Regions from separate parts of the Sus scrofa genome. Here region 2 is linked to region 1. The links are chromatin contacts, called in public HiChIP or PLAC-seq maps. All regions are on one chromosome and are shown on one strand. Each heading gives the region's core, a stretch centred on a gene start, on an enhancer-like site or on the middle of the called end of the contact. The rest is flanking DNA. Distances are from core to core; before and after follow the strand shown. Region 1 holds the start of LOC100525024 (protein FAM205A-like). Region 2 holds the start of TPM2 (tropomyosin 2 (beta)).

Region 1 (7,473 bases), core at 560-3,059:
TCTTATTCTCCATGCCACTAGTTCCATTTTTTTTCCCTCCTTACCTACTAGACTTGCCAATTCCCAGATTCACCAGGCATCTGCTGGAATCCCCATTATTGTCTCAGCTAAGAAATGTTTCTCTCCCCGGGCGGAGGGATGGGAGGGGTAGTGGTGTGAAAGAGGGAAGCAGTGCAGACACCATGCCACCATGTGACCTGTCTAGGAATTACACCCATTCTTCTGCTCAGCCTCATCTTTATTTAGGAAGAAGGTGGGAGCTGGGCCCTCCCTTCCTGCATGACCAAACAGAAGGGCAAAGCTCAGCCCCTAGATCCAGACACCGCTTCTAATGCAGATCTACATCCCAGGAGGGCTCCTAAGGATGCAGTACAACCTTAAAGAGACAGCCAGGGCCTGGGAAGGGAGTAGCAGCCTTGGAAATGCAGGTCGTATTTTTGTCCACCTTGTCCCCTCCTTAGTAGCCAGCCAGAACAGTTGTGCACATAGACTCTGTGTGCCACCCTAGCTGGGGACAAGTTGTTCCCAGCTTGTAAAGGGTGTGGTAGAGGTACAGCAGGAATCCCTACAGAGAAATTACCCCCTCTTGTCATTGTTAGTCCAACCTCCCTCTCTCACTGAGCTCTGCCATGCTTCTTAAACTCACCTGATAATCAGATCCTCAATAGAAGGAAAAAACAGACTTTGAGTTTTAGGGGAGGGGTGAAGAGGCAGCTGCCATGAGTCTCCGAATTGCTTGCCACTTGGCCTCTCTAATGAAACACAAAGCTCCTCTTGTAGTCCCAGGAAATAAGAAGCTAAATTAGGCTCAGGCATCAACAGCCAATGAAATTCTAGATAAAGGCCTCAAAGAGATGAGTCCTCTCCCCTAGTCTGAGCCCCACCACTGAGTTTATGTGTTCTAGATAATTTCTCACTGTTAATGCCCCCCCTTACTCCTCCCTATACCCCGCTACTACTCCCATCACAGCCACTACCATCCTCCCCATGAAGAATGCCTCCAGGAATCTAAGCCCCTAGATAGAACCTGACTCCAGAGAGAGCAGCTGGGGTCACCACCCACAATGTGCCAGCTCATTCATGCATTTTGGCTGTTCTGACATTAGGTATGGGGTGTGAGGCTTAGTGTTGTATAACTCCAAGGAGCTCCATTCCCATTGCAGTCTATGCCTGTCCAGTGTGTAAATGGCATCGTCTGGAGTTGTGCAGTACTGTGAGTCCTGAGTGTGGGAACGAAGCATTTGCAAATCTTTTGTAGACAAAGAGCTCCTCTTCTTCAAGCAGGAGTCAGAGAAAAAGGAAACCGTGCTAGAAATAGAGTGAGAGTGGACTTCCTGCTGGACTGTATCTCCACCTTATTTGGGACAGGTCATTCATTAGCCCCTTGTATGGTCAAATTCTGTTTGACTGCCTCTTGCCCTTTGTGTCTTTGGAGATAAGCAAAAATTTAGGAACCAGGTATAACTTGCAATGTGACCCCCAGGCCAGCCATTCAAGGTTTTGTGAGACATCTTTGGGTCACATGGAAGAGATTACAGGACTGGAAGTCACATCCTACAAGTCTTTTAGTCTTAGCTTTTCCATTTATTGGTTAACGGCCTCTTTGAACCTCAAGATGTGTCTTATTACTAAACACATAATTAAGAGTAGAAATTAATCTTGCCAGTGATTTTTCTTACTCTATTAGTCCAGCCCTTGCTGTGGAAGTTAAAGTTTGCTTCTTTCTCTAGGCCCATGAATTGGGACCTAGAGGGCAAGGGGAAGAGACCGGGTGGGGCTGAGACCAGCAACATTGCCCCTAACTTCTCCTCCCTCCAGGCCTGAAGACCGGCGGTGGTTCATCAGGTGGCTCCAGTGGCTCCTTTCACTACACCTTTCATGGGGACCCCCATGCCACCTTTGCCTCCTTCTTTGGAGGCTCCAACCCCTTCGATATCTTCTTTGCCAGCAGTCGTTCCACTCGACCTTTCAGTGGCTTTGACCCAGATGACATGGATGTGGATGAAGATGAGGACCCATTTGGCGCTTTTGGCCGCTTTGGCTTCAATGGGCTGAGTAGAGGTCCGAGGCGAGCCCCAGAACCACTTTACCCTCGGCGCAAGGTGCAGGACCCACCTGTGGTGCATGAGCTGAGGGTATCCCTGGAGGAAATCTACCACGGCTCCACCAAACGCATGAAGATCACAAGGCGGCGCCTCAACCCTGACGGGAGAACTGTACGCACCGAGGACAAGATCCTACACATTGTCATCAAGCGTGGCTGGAAGGAAGGCACCAAGATCACCTTCCCCAAAGAGGGCGATGCCACACCTGACAACATCCCTGCCGACATCGTCTTCGTGCTCAAAGACAAGCCCCATGCACACTTCCGCCGAGATGGCACCAATGTGCTCTACAGCGCCCTGATCAGCCTCAAGGAGGTGGGGCCTGGATCCAATTGTATGTGTGTTTATGGGTGGGGGGTGGCAGTGATGGAGACATTCTTACTCCAGTTTTTCTTCCCTTCCCAATTACTCTACCGTACCTTTTCCTCATTCTCTGTCTCATTTTCCCCAGGCACTGTGTGGCTGCACCGTGAACATTCCCACCATTGATGGCCGAGTGATCCCTTTGCCCTGCAATGATGTCATCAAACCAGGCACCGTGAAGAGACTCCGTGGGGAGGGCCTTCCCTTCCCCAAGGTGCCCACCCAGCGGGGAGACCTCATTGTCGAGTTCAAAGTTCGCTTCCCAGATAGATTAACACCACAAACACGACAGATCCTTAAGCAGCACCTACCTTGTTCCTAGGCTCTGCCCCAGCCAGTCCAGAGTCTACCACAGCAATACCCCACACACACCCCATCCAATGTGCACCCAGCTTGATGTCCACTGGACACTGGCAACCTTTTCTAAAATGCAAAAAAAAAAAAAAAAATAGCCACTGGTTTTCAGGAAAAATATTCCTGTCCCTGACCCCTTTCAGAGCTGGGCTGCCCTGGGGGAGTGGGAGGGAGGGAGTTGGGGAGAGTTAGCCCAGACCAGGGGTCAATTTTCATGTCACTATCTTTGAATCCAGTTCCCACTCCAGTGGCTGGAGAGTGACCCGAGTGCTACTTGAAGATATAGAGATTCCCTGTCCACACCTGTAAATAGCATGTCTTTCTTCCCCTCTCAGCTTTGCTAATACCTCTCCTTGCCCTTCCCTTCAGCTTTCTCCTGTTGGTGGAGGAAGAGGATAAAATGGACATTGCTTTCCCACCTCAGTACCACCCCCAAGTCCACAGTGTCCAAGGTTACCACACACCACACATATTCATGCACACGAAGCACACACCTAGAGTCGTGTGTGCCTCTCTGGGGTTGAGATAGGAAGGGAAGGTCCATAACCCATGAACTGGGCCACTGAGCACGAGACACTTTTCATTTGCGGCAGGGAGGTGAACAGGGCCCTCAGCAGTCTCCCTGACAGCTCCTCTGCCAAGACCCTGCAGAGCTGGAAGGTCTGTCCTCCCCGCTGCTCTCAGGAGTGTGCAAGGGTAGAGGGAGGGGAAGGGGCCTGCTGTATTAAGGCTAAGAGGTGGAGGGCAGGGTCCATCTCCCAGCCTTCATCAGGAAGGGAAAGGGTTTTGGGGTCAGGTGGCAGCTATTCCCCACCAAGAGATTCAGGGTCACAGGTTTCTCCCCACACCTCTGAACTCAGGGCCTAGCCACCCCTAAACTTCCAAATCCCATTTTTGTGATATATGACACTACTTATTTCTTACCCTTCATGAAGACTGCGTGAGGAATTTCCAGCCCTTTGATGCCTGTGTGACCCCGCCCCTCTCCTACAGTTGTATAAAGGTCAAATAGTGAAGGAACTAGGGTAAGACTGCTTCAGCCAGGTTCTGGGGTGGAGTTTTTAGGTTTTTCTCACTTTGACAAGCCCCTGAATGTTTTTATAGTAGTTTTTTTGTATTTTTTTGTAATGACAGTATTATGGAAAAAAATAAAGTATTTTAAAAATACAACATCTGAGCAGGAACAACAAAACTGTGATGGGGACAGATATGCAGAACCACTGTCAACCTCCCTTCTGAGCCCCGCTCACCTTTAAGAAGCCCAAGCAGGACCTCAAGATAAGGTGATGCTGACTCCTTCCTTCCTCTAAGGCCAGATCCCCAGAATTTCCAAAATGTATACCCAAAACACAGCAAAGACAGAAGGTATCACTCAACTATTAGAAGAAACAAAAATATTTGGACAGAATAAATATCTTGGTTATGAGAAATAGAGACTATTCTCGAAGGATGTGCTAGCATGAAAACCAATAGATTTTTCTCTATATGGACTAGAATTTTCCTTTGAGAGCAATTTTCCTCCTAGGAGGGGAAGGAAGAGGACTTTCTGGCTGACTGAAAGAGACATATTCTCAGAGACAGAACCTGAGGCAGAGGGCAGGGCAGCTGGAGGTACCTGGCATCCTTGGCCCATACTTGATGGGATCTGGCTGAAGATGCTAGCTTTCTGGGAGGCATGAATACTGTTGTTGATACTTAAATCTAAATTTTCCAGGGATGTCTGTCAAGGTTGCCTGTCCCTGCTGAGACAACTCTGGTCCTCAGGGCTTAGGTGCTGGCTGTATGATGCACTTGTTACTTTCCTTGGAGCTAGGGTGTCACAGAATACCCATCTACAGGCTCTTCTTTGGCCTGGTCTTCCTCTTGGTGCTGACTTTCCTCCCAGATTCTTCTCCAGGATCAGGCCCATGACAGCCACACCCTCTTGAGCTTCAGTGTCCACAATGTCTGGAAGACAACTCTGCCTTCACCAGTGCCTGGGATCCACACAGAGGCTGATAAGGCTGAAGTTTTAACAGGGAACTTCCTGCCCTTACCTTTTTTCCTGGGACAACATTAGTGAAAAATGCTCATTCTTTTATTTAAGGTATTTTTGGGTGGAGCCTGTTCCTTCTAGTGCAGAAACCAAGGGGTTTCTGTTCACAAGGATGTCTGTTCCCCAGTGTAGGCAGGGAGATTCCTAATCCCACATCCCCTACTCAATGCTTTCCAGTTTCAGGTCTCCTAAGGTTGTCCCTCCCTTCACTTATGGCTAAATTCTTGTCTTGGCTCTTCCCTGAGGCCTAAAGTTTGGGGATCTAGGTCTGCTGGGCCAGACTGCTCCCTCTGGACTCCATGTGAACACTGAGGATCTGGGATATGGGAACTGTCATGTTCCCACTGAGCACTGGAATAGACTATGAGACCTCAGAAGTCAGGAGCACTCCAATAAGAAGGCCCTGAAGCTGGTCTTGTAGCTCTGCCTACAATATGATATTACCATTCTTGGAGGTTACATGGGAGATTTGCGGTCCTTTAATATCTGTATAACTTTAAACATACACACACACATCAAGATAGTAAAGAAACTAGGGGGAAAACTAGTTCAGCCGAGTCCTGAGGAATGGGATCTTTATTGGGTCATCTTTGTTTTTTTGGGTGTTTGGGTTTTTTGGGGGTCTTTAAGGGCTGCACCCACAACATACAGAAGTTCCCAGGCTAGAGGGTCAAATCAGAACTATAGGTGCCAGCCTACACTACAGCAATAGCAACTTGGAATCTGAGCTGTATCTCTGACCTATACCACAGCTCACAGCAACGCCAGAGCCCCAAACCCACTGATCGAGGCCAGGGATCAAACCCGCATCCTCATGGATCCTATTCAGATTCATTTCCACTGTGCCATGAGAATTCCCAAGTCAACTCACTTTGATCAAGACCCTGAATCCTTTTATAGTAGTTGTGTGTGTGGCGGGGGGTAATTTTGTGTGACAGTCCTATGACAACCATTTTCTCATTTATATGACTGTAATATGTTCTTTAAGCTTGGTTATCCCAAATCTTGAGCAATCAGAACTCTTGAATGTAGGGAACTCCTTGGTCACTGGAGCCCCTTTGATGACTTAGATAGACATTTAGCTTCTGGATGTCTCCAAGCTCACTAACTCTAAGAACATTTTCCAACTGTGGCTTAGGAGCTGGAGTCTTCTTGAACTTCTCTATCTCCCTGGGCTCTTTGGCTCCTGAAGGAATCCAAAATTAATCTCTAAATATCCTTTTTCTAAAGTGGAAAGTCCAAGAAGATGCTCCCCTCCAGACACTCTCCTGTCTGTTCTCTGCCTCTGGGGCACTGCCTTTCCTGACTGGAGTCTTTTGGGGCATGACTCCACTCTCATCTCTTCAGTCATGTCCTGCCATTGTTCAACGTGGAGTGACTCTGGACTACCTCTGTTGTCCTTCACAGATTCCCACTCTGCTGTAATTTGTCCATGACAATGAATGTGAGGAACTAAAAAGTTTGTCTGCTCTTCTCCTCAGACGTAAGGTCCTGTGTGAATCATAACTAACATCTAGAGCCCTCTGGCCTTCCTTGCTCACAGCTGAGGGGGAGGGAGAGAACCATCCAGAATGAGGACTGTGACTGCCCTGTCTCCCAACCTGCCTAAGGGTTCCTTTCAAAGAGCTAAGCAACCTCAGTATAGCTATCTCTGAAATATGGGTGGTTGAGAAAGAAATGTGGACGGGGAAAGGGGCCATAATTGAGTCTCTATCAACTAAACAGTTTTAAGGATTCAAGGACCCTGAGAGGTAAACTCTACCTCTGTCACCCAAAATTATATAATCTGGGCCTCTCAATGCTTGTCTAACGCTTGGAATAACTCTAGGAAGATTTCCTCCCTTGACCTTTTTTTTCTTTTTTTAGGGACACACCTGGGCATATGGAGGTTCCCAGGCTAGGGGTCAAATTGGAACTGTAGCTGCTGGCCTACAGTGCAGCCATAGCAACACCAAGATCTAAACCGCGTCTGCAACATACACCAAAGCTCATGGTGACGCTGGATACTTAACCCACTGAGTGAGGCCAGGGATCAAACCTGTGTCCTCATGGATGGTAGATTCATTTCTGCTGAGTCACAAGGCGAACTCTACCTTCTGGGACTATTTAAGAGTCATTTGCTGACATGCAGGACACCACATCTCCCAACAACCATGGAACACTAATGACAAATCAGATCAATTGCATAGTCTTTAGTAGATCCCACACCCTCAAACACCCATTTGCAGCATAAATGGAGACAGCTCTTCCTGGGTCTCCCCTCTCTGCACAGAGAGTGCCTTGCGGCTACTGTCCTGATTCCTGGTGGCTGCTCCACACTGGAGTCTCCCTTTGTTTTACTCAGTGGAATCGCTAATGTCTGCTCCTCCACCCACCACCACCCCCAGTTTAAATGTAAGAATTTTTTCCAAGGTGGTGCTTTAGTTGGTTCCAAATTTATTTTTTATAGGAAATTCTCTAAGAAAAATGGAAACTAGGACATAGGGCTAGGAGCCCAGGCTATGCTGTAAAAAATTAAAACCCACAAATTTTCAATCTGCTTCTGTAACAGGTATTAAATTTCAGTTGCAGTGAGAGACTGTATGTCATAGTGGGTCCAAGGAAAGGATACTCCAA
Region 2 (6,403 bases), core at 1,806-4,305, 610 kb after region 1:
TTGGAGAAGGTCCACAGAAATTGATGATGCCTTGAGAAAAAGGACAGAGCAAGAAGGGCCCCAAGGAAGGAAAATGAGAGAAGCGCTGCAGTTTGGTCTTAAGAACATCAGCTCTGAGTCAGACTGTTGTCTTTGAGCCAGGGCTCAGCCACTCAACGCTTGTGTGACCTTGGGCAACAGATTTGGCCTCACTAACCCTCAATTTCTTCCTTCTAAACCAGAGTTAACAATAGCAGTTCCTCCTTTGTAGGCTATTCTCAGATAATGCAGTGCTTTTAATAGTGGGTTAAGAGGACCATATGGGAGGTGGCTGTTACAAACAGGTGCTCTATCTCCATGCTGGAGCCACTGAACTGAGATCTCCAGAGCAGAGTCTTAGAAATCGTCCATTTTTTTTTTTTTTTTTAATCTTCCAGGTGATTCTGATGATAAGTCAACCTTGGGAAATAATAAAATAATATGCAGAAAGCACTTATGCACATTGCCTGCACAGAATCCACACCTCATAAATATTAGGTTATCCCTTGTCTCTCCCTCAAAGACAAAAACATAGGGACCTTGAAATTTGAGATTGGAAAGGAGAACAGACCAGTGTACAGGAAGGAGAGAGTGAAAGGGAAGAGATGGGTGGCAGCTCTGGGGGCAGAGGGGGTAGAAAGCAGGTCCTGAGTGATACCAGAGGGCAGAGGAAACAGCACCATATATAGAAAGTAGTTGCAGCTTATCCTTCAGGTGCTGAAAGCCACCTAGAGTGACAAGAGCCCATCCTGGGCACAGGGCCGGATGACTCAGTGTGGAAGGATTCTGGGGACAGCACTGGGGGTTGGGAAGAATGACTCTGGGGGACACAGGAGGTCTATTCTAGAGAGAGAGATGAAGGTCTGTAAAAGACTCGCTTCATAGTAGTGGGGTGACAAATGACTGGAGAATCTGGGAGATCCTAGGGCCTGCATCACAGGATTGACTTTTGCCATTTTCTGCTTCTTAAGCTCTTCCCAGTTCTGGATGCTACTCTCTAACCACAGGACAGGCACTGCTGTCCCCACTGGACTAGTGGGAAGCAAGAGAGTAAAGGGAAACTGAGGCACTGTGTAAGTTAAGTGCTGTGCTCAAGGTCACACAATAAATTTGGGCAGTTTCTTATCTACTCCTCACACTGCCTCTCTGCTTCCCTAGCTCTGTCCCTGGCCTCCCCAGCTCCCCTCCAGCCCCCACTCAGCTCCTTGGATTTCCAGTCCTGCCTCCAGCTGCACTGGGCCTTGGTTATTTATAGACTGTCAGATGCCCGGGGCCATCTTCACTAGCAGCTGCAGGGCAGCTCCCTCCCAAGTGCCAGGACTGGTGAAGAACAAAAACCAAAGGCTGGAGGTCAGAGAAACCAATCTTGGGGGGCTTGGGGGGATGGGGAGCACGGCTAATGGTCAACACAAACCGTAGTGTCTTCTTTCATCTCGGCCGTTCAGACCATGCTCGTGCTAATCCCTGCATCCACCCAACCACAGGCTCATCTTAAACAATCCTGGGTGGAAGGCAAATGGGGAACCTGAGGCAGAGAAAGTACCATTGCCAAAGTCTTATGGCTGTTCTCCTACCTTAAGGTGGGGGCTGGGAAGAACAGGAGGTAGAGAAGTCTGGTTAGGGGGTGTGAGGTGGGCAGAGAAATCTCAGAGTGAACAGGAGCTGCCAAGGTGGTTGCCTTGGCATTAGTGGCCCTGTCCCTCTGCCCTGTGGCCTGGCATGGTCTCAAGACTGACAGCTTAATGAGGGTAAATGAGGGACCGTTAGAACCTGAGCTGGGGCGCCAGTACACAGCAGGGCCACTGGAGCCAGAGGTCAAGGCCAGGGAATTTCTAATGGCCCCCCAGCAGTGTAACTCAAGTCAAGGCCCATCTGTGGATTCCTCTCCCCTCCTCCTGCCTAACAGCACCTCCACCCACACCCCATACCCCACAAATGTAGCTTCAGTCTCCTCTCCATCTTCAGCTGGAAGATTAGTTGAGGTGGATGGTAAATTCTTGTGCCACCCGCCCCCGCGATGACTCACTGCTTGATCACTGTGCCTTCTAAGAGCTGGAACCAAATGGAATTAAAATGTTGTGTTCTCAGGGGGAAGTGGTAAGTGGTTTTGATTTACCCACTGTCTTGGATTAATTGTGCAAGCTTGCCCTGGCCTGCGTTCCTGAGAGGAAACCGTCTCTGTCCTGATGGTGAAAGTCCCTCTCATCCCCATGTCTGGAACCCCTCCCAAAGCACTGAGTCTCCTACTGTCCCCCCAGGTTCACACTCACGTCGGTGGCCTTCTTTTCAGCCTGCTCCAGTTTCTCCTGGGCATCCTTCACTGATTCGGAATACTTTTCCACCTCATCCTCCGTCCCTTTCAGCTTCTTCTGGAGGGCCTGCTGCTCCTCCTCCAGCTGGGAGAGAGATGCCTCAGTCAGCCAGGCCCAGGCCCAGGCAGGAGGCAGGGGTGTGTGTGAGGGGTACTAAGAGATATATAGAGGCTGACAGAGAGGAAGAGGGATAGCAGAGGAGGGTCAGGGCAGCTAGGGGTGTGGGAGGGAACTGGTGGGAGTAGAGAGAAAGCTTCCAGCCCCAAGGAGCAAGGCCCATCATGGCTCTGTAAAGGGAGGAGTGGAAATTAGGGGACTGGGGCTCCTCGGACGAGGGTGGGTGAGATGAAGTGTAGCTCTGGCTAGGGCCCTGGGGGTACTGTGAAGGCCCAGCCCCCACACTGGATGGTAGCGAGGCTTGGACGGCAGGCCAGAGGCTGGGGAGCACAGAGTGGCACAGGCTGCCCTTGTTGCGGATTGGGGACAGAGGTTACACAGAGCCTGGGACCCCCACCTGCTTGCAGCGGTCTTCAGCCTGCTTCTTGTCAGCCTCCGCCTGCTCAGCACGGTCGATGGCATTCTCCTTGTCCAGCTTTAGCATCTGCATCTTCTTCTTGATGGCATCCATGGTTGCTGTTGGGGACCGGCCGGCCGGCGGGCAGTGTGGACCGGGCGAACGGGACTGGCTGTGCTGACTGGGCGCACGGGTGGCGGACGAGGAGGACCTAGCGGGGCTGGGACGTCCCAGCCGCGCGGGCGCCTAAAAGGCTGGGAGGGACCGGGCGGAGCCGGGGGCCAGGACCCTCCCCCATTGCAGCCCAAACCTTGTAGGGGCAGAAGCACAGCAGGGTTGGGGGGGGCGCGGCCACCCCCTACGCCCACCCCTTCGGAACCGCCCCCTAGGGCTCCGCCTCTCCCTCACCCCATCCCCCCCAGCCGTCGGAAGGGAAAGTAGCTGGACGGTCTGCTGAGAAAGACACTAGCGCTGTGGAAGGGAGGGGACCTTGGGGCAGGGGGCTCCGTGCTTCTTCTGAGTGACAGCCTGGCCCGGTGGCAGCTGCGGCTGGGGCCCCTGAGGCTATTTCAGGGCTTGAGCTCACGGCAGCTGCCCCAAGCGCAGGGACCAAAAGGCCCCCCCTCAACTGCAGCAGCCGCTGCCCTTAATTTAGAAGTTTCCTGTAAATCCCCTCGGATTAAATGTCTCTTGGGAGGCGGGGCTCCTCCGCAGTTTGAGTGCCTCAGTTTACCCCAGTCCCAGATGCTGGGTTTTTGCTACGGACATGGTGGTGATAGTGGAGAGTCTTACCAGAGACTTGGGGAAACTGAGGTAGGAGGCGAGCCCAGAGCCCCGGCAGCCCTTCGGAGCGAGGACCGGCTTGTTGCCCCCGAGGGCGGGCCTGACCTCTCTTCCCCTCGCTTCCCCTTCCAGCCCCTGCCCCTGGAGCCAGGGCCCCTCCTCTACCATCGCCGAGCACGCAGAACCCGGATCCGCGCCCAGCCCGCCCCGCCCCCCACGTGCCCCGCATATTTTCCGCGGCCACTTCTGCCCCGCCGGACCCGCGCTCCCCGCCCCCATCCCCACCCCCACCCGGGACGAGTCGCTCTCCGTCCCCCTCCTCACCCCGCCTCGCGGTCCACCGGCCCCACCGCCCGCCCCCCACTCACCCCCACCCATCCCGATTTCCCCTAGCTTCCCTGTGCGCCCTCCCTTCTCCTTCCATTCTCCTCCCCTTCTCCCTGCGGACTCTCCTCCCTTCCCCTGTGGGCCAACTTTACGCTGAAATTTCTTTTCTGCCCTTTTTTGGGATGTTTCCCGTGGGGAGGCGGGGCCGGAATGGGGCAAGGAAGGCAGGGGCGAGGGCAAGAGTTACGGAGCTGCTGGGCGTCTGGAGCTGGGGGTGAGATGTTCCCTCTGACCGAGGCCGCCAGAAACAGCTCCCGGAGCCGGGAGCCGTGGCCTAGGGTCGGGAAATCGGAGGCACCCGTGCGAGGCTGTTTGTTTTCGCTTTTTCCTTGGGGTGGGGTGAGGGGAGAGGAAGTGGAGAGCCGCCTTGGGGTGGGGGGAGGGGAGACCAGGGTAGGCAGAGGAAGCCTCGCTCCCCAGGGGCAGGGGGGCGGGAGGCCTGGCTTTTGCTGGCTGGGTGGGAACCGTGGGAACCATAGGTCCACGGCCAGGGGAGGTGGGGGCGGAAATGTATTTAGATCTGCTTAGTGGACCGATGCTACACATGGAACAAACTTGACCTCTGTCCCCTCCTCACCCACCTCCCGGTCCACCGGCCCCACCGCCCGCTGGTGTTCACTCCATCTCCCTGTTCTCCCCAAACTCTTGGAAGAGTCTTCCATCCACCCTGTAGCCAGTGCCAGACCTCTCACTTCCCACAGTCCCTTGATCCTGTAGGTTCTGCTCCTACAAATGAGCTTCTTCCACTGAAGTCTCCTCCTCAGGCAGCTCCTTATATTACCTCCTGCCTGGGTCTGTTGTGAACTCCTGACTCCCCCAACTCTCCTCGACCTTGTTACACAAAGATCTTTGAAAAAGTTGGTACAAGTAGGACCCTAAGATGCTCCAAAAGCCCCTCCCTTCGCCCTCCCTCTTTTGCCAGTAAAAGTCACATTTCTTAATATGGTGTATCAGGCCCTTTGTTTTGGCACCTGCCTACCTCTCTAGCCCTACCTCCTTTCAGTTCCAACCTCACTCTCAGCACACAGATTTGTACTTCATGTAGCATTCATACTGAGCTAAGTGCAGGAGCTAGAAATCACCAAGCTTTTCTTAAAAGTTACCACCATTTTTTTTTTTTTAATTCATTTTTGGTCACCAACACTGGATCCTTTAACCCACTGTGCTGGGCTAGGGCTGAACATGAGTCCTGGTGCTGCAGAGACACGGCTGATCTGGTTGTGCCACCATGGGAACACCAAAGCTACCGCTTTATACATTCTGTTATATATCCCTAAAATGCCCTTCCCTTGGCTGATTCCTGGTGGCTGTAAAGACTCAGACCGTGTCAACTTTTCTGAGGAGGCTTCCCTAGCCTCTTCCCTTCCCACCCTCTGCATGTAATAAATGCTTATTCTTGGGGCAAGCTCCTAACAGTCTGTCTCGGCATAGTCCCTGTTATGACTGTTGTTATACCTGTTTGCCTAGTGGTCTGTGAGTTCTCCAGAATGCCAGGGCCTATCTTTTTCTTTTTTTCTTTTTTTTTTTAGGCAAGAAATAGATTTATTAGGATAGGACGCTTGCGAAAGATGCAAGCGGGCAGGCACTGAAGCTCTGCCCCCAGGATCCGTGGGATACAGTTATTATCAGCCAAGGGGAGTGGCTATCTTTTTCAATTCTAAATCCCCAGTGCCTGGCATAGCCTCAAGCATAGCGTTGGCATTTGATAAACATTTGCTAGTGACTTTTTTTGTGCACCAGGTTCAGGATACACAATGATACTCTGTGGATCTAGGGGAACTCATGGTCTGGTGGGGCAATTCTCAAACTTTGGTCCTAGAACCCCTTGACAGTAGGGTTTGAAGATCAAAAAGCTTCTGGTAGAGTGGGTAATATCTGTCAATACTCACCATATTAAAATGGAAACTGGGAGTTCCTGTTGTGGCTTAGCAGGTTAAGAACCTGTCTAATATCCATGAGGATGTGGGTTCGATTCCTGGCCCACTCACTGGGTTAAGGATCTGGTGTTGCTGTGAGTTGTGGTGTAGGTGGCTGATGCGGCTCGGATCTTGCACTGTGGCTGTGGCATAGGCCAGCAACTGTAGCTCCATTTCAGCCCCTAGCCTGGGAACTTCCATATGCCAAAGGTGCAGCCCTAAAAAGAAAAAAAGTCACTATATTCACCTCCCCAAATTAGTGAGAGTATGGCAGTTATACATTTTCGCAAATTTCTTTAATATCAGGCTTGATAGAGGACAGTTGGATTCTCAAAATCTACTTGTGCTTTCTATCTGTTGCTGTGTATTTGTTGTTTGAAGTACTATATGTGAAAAAAAGTCTAGTCTCACACAGACACATAGTTGGAAAGGAGAATAGTATACAGTTAACCCTTAAATAAGACAAGGGTCTG

The links. HiChIP or PLAC-seq counts read pairs in DNA pulled down with a chosen protein or histone mark.
Region 2: an H3K27ac HiChIP or PLAC-seq map of skeletal muscle shows a contact between it and region 1. The contact joins the promoter of TPM2 here to the promoter of LOC100525024 in region 1. A contact is called at or near these places in 1 of 47 Hi-C or Micro-C datasets (skeletal muscle) and 1 of 2 datasets of contacts at active chromatin or transcription factors (skeletal muscle).

The regions. Positions count from the first base shown.
Region 1 is chr1:235,795,394-235,802,866 of Sscrofa11.1, forward strand. LOC100525024 (protein FAM205A-like) reads right to left here and starts at 1,810. Exons shown (of 5, transcript XM_021065319.1): 1 at 647-1,810. It overlaps DNAJB5 (dnaJ homolog subfamily B member 5), which reads left to right. Exons shown (of 5, transcript XM_005654514.2): 4 at 1,819-2,420; 5 at 2,557-3,992. The coding sequence ends at 2,790.
Region 2 is chr1:236,406,561-236,412,963 of Sscrofa11.1, forward strand. TPM2 (tropomyosin 2 (beta)) reads right to left here and starts at 3,056. Exons shown (of 9, transcript NM_001129947.1): 1 at 2,845-3,056; 2 at 2,289-2,414. The coding sequence starts at 2,958.